2 separate regions of the Mus musculus genome follow, and region 2 is linked to region 1. A link is a contact called in public promoter capture Hi-C data. All regions are on one chromosome and are shown on one strand. The core of a region is the stretch at or near the end of the contact, and the rest is flanking DNA. Distances in the headings are between cores, read along the strand shown.

Region 1 (3,484 bases), core at 678-3,177:
TGCAGCCTCTCAGAGGGTGAATCTGTCCCTGAACACCCCCCCCCCCTCTCCAGGACCAGTAACACATAACACAGCAGTGCAGTGACTTTACATTTGGTCAATCTGAGATGTCAGGCAGCCTGAGGACAATGGTGACGCCTCAGACATCACCAGCCTCTGTCCCAGACAAGGGATATAGAGAGTTTCAATGGTGACGGCTGTGATGCCCAGAACAAGCTCCAGTTCTCACAAGGAAAGACTGGGGCCTTGGTGGTCAATCGGGAAGACAACAGAGAAGGCAGAAGCCAAGTAAGAGACAGCAGTCATGTCACTGGGCAGACTGGGAGCCGGCAGCCAGAGCTGACGTCATGCAGTTTCCCTGAACCCTGGGACTAAGCAAAGTGAAATGGCTAAGGGGGTAAAGGCATCTGCTGCCAAGTTTGAAGACTTAAGTTTCACAAAGAAGAAGGACAGAGCTCTGGAAAGTTGTCCTTTAGACTCCACTGCTTCCATGCCAAGACTATCCCTCTACACACACACACACACACACACACACACACACACACACACACACTAGACATCTAGATAAGATAGGTAAAATAAAAATCTAACATTTTCTTTCTCCTGTTTTAAAAAAATGGGTGTCTGATACAGGTGGGGGGTGGCAGTGCACACCTTTAATCCCAGCAACTGGGAGGCAGAGGCAGGCAGATCTCTTTAAATTCAAGGCCAGCTTAGTCTAAAAAAAAAGTGTGTGTGCGTGTTTTTCATAGAAAAGAAAGGAAAAGAAAAGGAAAGGAAATGAGAGAGAAAAGAGAAGAGAAGAGGCTAGAGAGATGGCTCAGCCGTTAAGAACACTGGCTGCTCTTCCAGAGGTCCTGAGTCTGAGTTCAATTCCCAGCAACCACATGGTGGCTCACAACCATATATAATGGGGTCTGATTCTCTCTTCTGGCATCCTACAGATATAGCACTCATACACATAAATAAAAAGAAATCTATTTTTAAAAGGGTGGGGTGTGTGTGTGTGTGTGTGTGTGTGTGTGTGTGTGTAGTTGGAGCAATGGCTCAGCAGTTAAGAGCACTAGTTGCTCTTCCAGAGGACCCAGGTTCAATTCCCAGCACCCAACATGGTGACTAACAGCCATCTCTAACTTAGGGAATCCATCACCTTCTGATCTCAAGCACCAGGCATGATACATAAACACACACACACACACACACACACAGGCAAAACACTTTCATACATAAAATAAAAAATTCTTTTTTTAAGGATGTGTTTATTTTTTTATTTATATGAGTACAATGCAGCTGTCTTCAGACACACACTAGAAGAGTGCATCGAATCCCAGTGCAGATGGTTGCATGTCACCATGTGGTTGTTGGGAATTGAACTCAGGACCTCTGGAAGAGCAGTCAGTGCTCTTAACTGCTGAGCCATCTCTCCAGCCCTTCTTCTTCTTCTTTTTTTTTAAAGAGTATTTCCTGGGCAGTGCAGCAGAGCACACACTATGGCTTCCCAGACAGCTCTCCTACAAATGCCAACTGTCCTTAGCTGGCAGCAGCAATAGCCTCCAGCTATCTAGTTCTTCCTTCCCCAGGCCACCTGCCTCCACAGGCCTGAGTACTTTTCTTAGCTGTTGCTATGACCTTTCCTGTGTGTCCTGGCTGCCCTAACGTTCTAGTCCCACTTAGCCAGTTCTGTGCTATGCGACGTGGGTCTGCTTCCTTCTCTCTCAGGTCTGGGTTTCCTGGTTAGTAAAACTCTGCCAACTGTGAGGGATGGCAACAAATTTGTGGGGGATGTCGAGAACTCTGGCTCAAAGACATCCACACCTCGATACGTAAACGTAAGATCATTTCTCTAGGCCTGGTACAGGGACAGCACATGGTAGGTGGTCAGTTAAGTGTAAAGTGTTGCATCATTTCTCATTCCGAAAAGGAGCTGCCTCCTTCTGTTTCCTTCCCTTTTTTCTTTGGCAGAGTGACTCATGCAGCCCAGGCTGGCCTCAAACCCTATGGAGCAGAGGATGGTTTGTAACTCCTAACCTTCCCGGTCTCTACTTCCCAAGTGCCAGGATTACACATGTGCATCACCATGTTTATGTAGTGCTGATGGACTTGAGGCTTTACACGAATGCTAGGCCAGTATGTTAATAAGTCACACACACAAATACCCCTTCCCCAACACAGATATTCAGAAAGCTTTTCTACAAAGGTCTTGTGTCCACTCAGAGCTGGACCAATACAGTCCGGGTCTCCAGACTATCTAGGTTCACTAGTGGCTCTCGCCACAAACCATTGACCTTTGCAGGGGTTTCTGCCAAGCCACCCTTCCCTAGGGGACTGCCCACCTAGTAATAGTCAGAGGCTGTATTGAGAGCCTATCCTTCCTTCCTTCCCACTCCTGCTAGTTCAGCCTCAGACAGATGGTAGTTGGTTCTGTAACAGATCAGAGCTCCTGCATTTGGTCAAGTCACCAGCAGCTTGAACAGTGCCTTATAAATCAGTGTCGGCTGCTAGGATTCAATGTTATTGAAGAGACAGAAGGCATCTGAGCCACTGCCCAGAGAGGGCTCTTTATCAGGCCCTCTCTGGGCAGTGGCTCAGTTATGGCATAGGAGGACATCCCCGTTCACAGGACTAGTGACAGGGACCATTGTAAACAGCTTTTCCTCCTCAGAGCCTCTAGGGCTCTAAGCCTTAGGCCCCTTGGAGGATGAAAAGGGCTCCTGGGAGGGGACAAAAAAGAGGTAGCACAACGGCTGATCCAAAACCCAGGTCTGTTTATTTTTTTCTGTACAGAGAGAGTGGAGAAGGTAGAGACAGCTATGTGAACCAACAGCTGGAGGTGGGTCTCCAGGCCTCCAGGGAGGGAAGCCAAACAGAAGCAAGGAAGGATGAGTCAGCCATTGCTTGAGAAACCTGGCAGGATGTAGGTAAAGGTCCTGCGTGGAGACCCTTCCCCGTCTCCGTAATTCCGGAGACCTCGGAGCCTGAAGCCATGAGATTAGAGGTCATGCCGCATAAGCTCCACCTGCTATCTCTGGCAAACTGACCAGGGCCTCTGGTGAAGGTGGGTGTGTCTCTTCTCAAGTGACAGGGTGAAGCCTTCCTGTTGCCTGCTAAACTCTGCACGCACAGCCTGCTCCTATCAACGCCATCCCTGCCTGCCCACACAGGCTCAGTCTTCCCCCATTACAGGCCAAATCTGACTGTAAGCCCCTTAAGCCTCTTCCTCCCTACCTGTCTGTCCCTACACCATGCTTCTATCCCAGCAGCGGCCACATCATGGCAGGACCAAGCCTGCTCTCCCCAATCTCCCCTTCTACTGACCCAGAATTGGGAACAAAACAGGTGGGATGAAGGACTGACTCTGCCATTTCACAGACAAGGACACTGAAGCTCAGGTGGTGGTAGTGGCAACCCGGCACCTGCCTGGCCATGTGAGTTCAGTTCTGGCGCTGCTTACCACGTACCACCCAGCTTCTGCCCAGCAGTCCCT
Region 2 (3,245 bases), core at 186-2,685, 57 kb before region 1:
CATGAGTTCAAGGCCAGCCTGGTCTAGAGTTCCAGGATAGCCAGGGCTACAAAGAGAAACTGTTTAAAAAAAAAAAATAAAAGGACTTCAAGTACTTCAAGTACTATATTAAGCAGATATGGGGAGTGGACACCTTGTTTTATTCCTGATTGTGGAAATGTTCTGAGTTCTGTTTAGGCTGATGTTGGTTGCTGTAAATTACCTTTATTCTTTTGAGGTTTCTCTTTCTTTTTTTTTTTTTTTCCCCGAGACAGGGTTTCTCTGTGTATCCCTGGCTGTCCTATGTCCTGGCACTCACTCTGTAGACCAGGCTGGCCTCGAACTCAGAAATCCACCCGTCTCTGCCTCCTGCGTGCTGGGATTAAAGGCGTGCGCCACCACGCCCGGCTCAAGCTACTTTTCTTATATAGCTCATCCCCACCTGTCTAGGAAAGGTACCATCTACAGTGGGCTGGGTCTTCCAGCAACGTTGAAAATGCCCAACAGGCAATTCCTCAAGTGACACTCAACTTGCCAGATTATTTTGTCAAGTGAACAAGAGCTAAGCACACAGTGTTGTGTGTGTGTGTGTGTGTGTGTAGGTCAGAGGACAATTGCAGGAGTCAATTCTGACCTTCCACTATCGTAGCACATGGGGATTAAACTAAGGTCATTAGGTTTAGCAGCAAGCGCCTGTGTTCTCTGAGCCATTCAAAGCCCAAAATAGATTCCTTGATTTTTTTGCTGGTCTGGAACTATGTAGTTCCATACCAGTTCGAGAGGATGGCCTCGAACTCCTTCCACCTCCCGACTCAGCCTTTCAAGTACTGGAATACTGCATGTGTCAGCACAGATGCACGTGGACCTGCTGACCCAAAGGTTTGAGATGTATTGTACGCAGGCTGAGGCAGTATTCTACTCACCAACAAACATTCCACCACCCCCTTAGGGATGGTATAAGGTGTAAAGGAAAAGCAGTCGGGGGAGGCCATGCTCACTGAACTAACATCGCCAGAACTCCAATATTGGAATACTAGCACCTGGCATATCTGCCTGTCGCACCCGTCACACAAGTTGAGATCAGAATCCAACAAAGCCGCCGTCCTCGGAGGGCTACGCCTACACTTGATTGACCAATGGGCAAAAGCACCTTGAATTGGGGAAGGCAGAGAGCGGGCGGTGCCAAGGGAGGACCTGCAAACCTCCCCGTTTAGTCATCTTAATTGTTGCCTGTAAAGAAGTGCTTCACCATTTTTAGATTTGTCAGTGCCCCCACCAAATGCAGTGGTTGATATCAGACTTGGGTAGGTTTCACGAAGTTCGCAGTAGCGTTAGTATGCTTTCTAGCAGATTAGGCAATTACCAGGGCAGCTCCCCATCCTGGGGCCCTTCAGTCAGCATTCCGCGGCTTTGGGGTCGAACAGAAGCCGAAGCCAATGAGCTTTGCCGAAATAAGAGGTGGGCAGGACAAATCCTTAAAGGGTCCACGCCCCGTGAGTAGAGGGTGACCCGGATGATGGCGGCCGGCGCGGCCGTAGCACTGGCCCTGTGGCTACTCCTGCCAGCAGTAGGAGTGGGAGAGGCAGGGCCGCCGCCTATCCAGGACGGCGAGTTCACATTTCTGCTTCCCGCCGGGAGAAAGCAGTGTTTCTATCAGTCCGCACCGGCCAATGCTAGTCTTGAGACCGAGTACCAGGTGAGAGAGGGGGTCCCGGGCTCGGAATAGAGCAGGGCTGGGGGCGTGGCCAACAGGCGGGAGGGGCGGGGCAGAGGTGTGGCCAGAACGCTAATAGTCTTGCAGAGAAGGGGCATGCTCTGCTCAGAGCTCTTTGGGTTGGGTTCTAGGGAAGTTCCTGGCGGCTGTTGGGTAGGTTACGATTAAGTTAGCGGTCAGGTAGACAGCCACCTTAGACTACTCAAGGGCGTTGGCAGGGTGGTTGATAAAAGACCTCACGTGGATGTATCCATCTTAGGGACTGGGAAGAAACCTTGTAGGTGTGGATGGATGTTGGTCTTCAGATAGGCCCTTGGGGGAATCCAAATAGCTTGCTGGGTTAAAACAAAACAAAACAAAACAAAAACCGCTTGCTGCTAAACTACGACGACCCGAGTTTCCTAACTCTATGGTAGAAGTGCAGCTCTGACTAATCTCCCTCCACAGGCGCTACTCCTCTATCTCAAGCAAATACCTGGGATTTGTGGTTGTTCTTTTTTCTTCTTAAAGATAGGTTCTTGGTGATCTTACATGGGTCTTTCCCGGTTCGGTTTAACCCAGGCTTTCTGTGGCAGATAGGCTTGCACAAAGCTGCCAGTTCCCCAATTCTTACCTGCTCTTCAGGTGATCGGAGGTGCTGGGCTGGACGTGGACTTCACCTTGGAGAGCCCTCAGGGTGTGCTGTTGGTCAGTGAGTCTCGAAAGGCTGATGGGGTACACACGTGAGTGAAGTCCTGCCCTGCCTTGGTTCAGTTACAGCCCTGCAGCTCCCCAGTGGCCTCAGGTTACCATCCTACTGGTTCCACAGACCAGCTGGCTGGTCACTCCAGGGTCACGTCTATGTCTCATCTGTCTGCCCAGGGTGGAGCCTACTGAGGCCGGAGACTACAGGCTGTGCTTTGACAACTCCTTCAGCACCATCTCAGAAAAGCTTGTGTTCTTTGAGCTCATCTTTGACAGCTTCCAAGATGAGGAGGAGGTAGAAGGTTGGGCGGAGGCTGTGGAGCCAGAAGAGATGCTTGATGTCAAAATGGAAGACATCAAGGTGAGCTGGGTATGATGGTGCATGCTTAGAATCCCAGTTCTGAGGAGGCTGAGGCAGGATGCCAGTGAGTTCAAGACCAACCTTATTTACATAGCAAGCTCCCGTCTCACAAAACCAACAGAAAGGGCCGGGAATAATTGAGTTGGCAGAGCACTTACCTAGGACGCTCCCACAGCTGAGCCCCCACACCCAGCACTGCACACACTGGGTATGGTTCTCTTGGTCCTGAGGATCACAAGTTCAAGGTCATCCTTGGCTTGCACAGACTAGCAGAGTTTGGTGAAGTGGCTTGATAGGCAAAGGCAACTGCACCAAGCCTGGCTACCTGGGGTCGTCTGCCATGCACGTGTGCCCCAATCCCTCTTAAAAAGAAAAGTCTCACACCCACCCAAAAAACAAAAAAAAAAACACCAAGGGGAAAACCCCTCAGTTTCTAGAGAAGACGTGAGGCAGGTGAACGGATAGCCAGAGCCGTGCGTGGTGGGGTAGGTAGGCATTCTGACTTAA

Evidence for each region. Promoter capture Hi-C pulls out the DNA fragments that hold promoters and counts their contacts.
Region 2: a promoter capture Hi-C map of macrophages shows a contact between it and region 1, with 6 read pairs. The contact joins the promoter of Tmed1 here to the enhancer-like site in region 1. A contact is called at or near these places in 2 of 39 promoter capture datasets (the C10 cell line and macrophages), 1 of 15 datasets of contacts at CTCF or cohesin (CD8 T cells), 3 of 484 Hi-C or Micro-C datasets (Th1 cells, bone marrow-derived macrophages and muscle stem cells), 5 of 115 datasets of contacts at active chromatin or transcription factors (bone marrow-derived macrophages, effector CD8 T cells, embryonic stem cells and 1 more) and 3 of 9 other capture datasets (adipose tissue, liver and pancreatic islet).

The regions. Positions count from the first base shown.
Region 1 is chr9:21,451,639-21,455,122 of GRCm38.p6, reverse strand. The region is part of intron 1 of Dnm2 (dynamin 2); the gene reads right to left. Among named protein-coding and RNA genes, the nearest start is that of Gm46104, 12 kb to the left of the region's middle. Within about 2 kb of position 1,927, at least 100 of the 459 cell types and tissues checked have an H3K27ac peak or open chromatin away from gene starts, as enhancers often do. A contact at or near this core is called in adipose tissue, bone marrow-derived macrophages, macrophages and 3 more, where this site is marked.
Region 2 is chr9:21,508,424-21,511,668 of GRCm38.p6, reverse strand. It overlaps Tmed1 (transmembrane p24 trafficking protein 1), which reads left to right and starts at 1,435. Exons shown (of 4, transcript NM_010744.4): 1 at 1,435-1,675; 2 at 2,318-2,415; 3 at 2,555-2,738. The coding sequence starts at 1,493.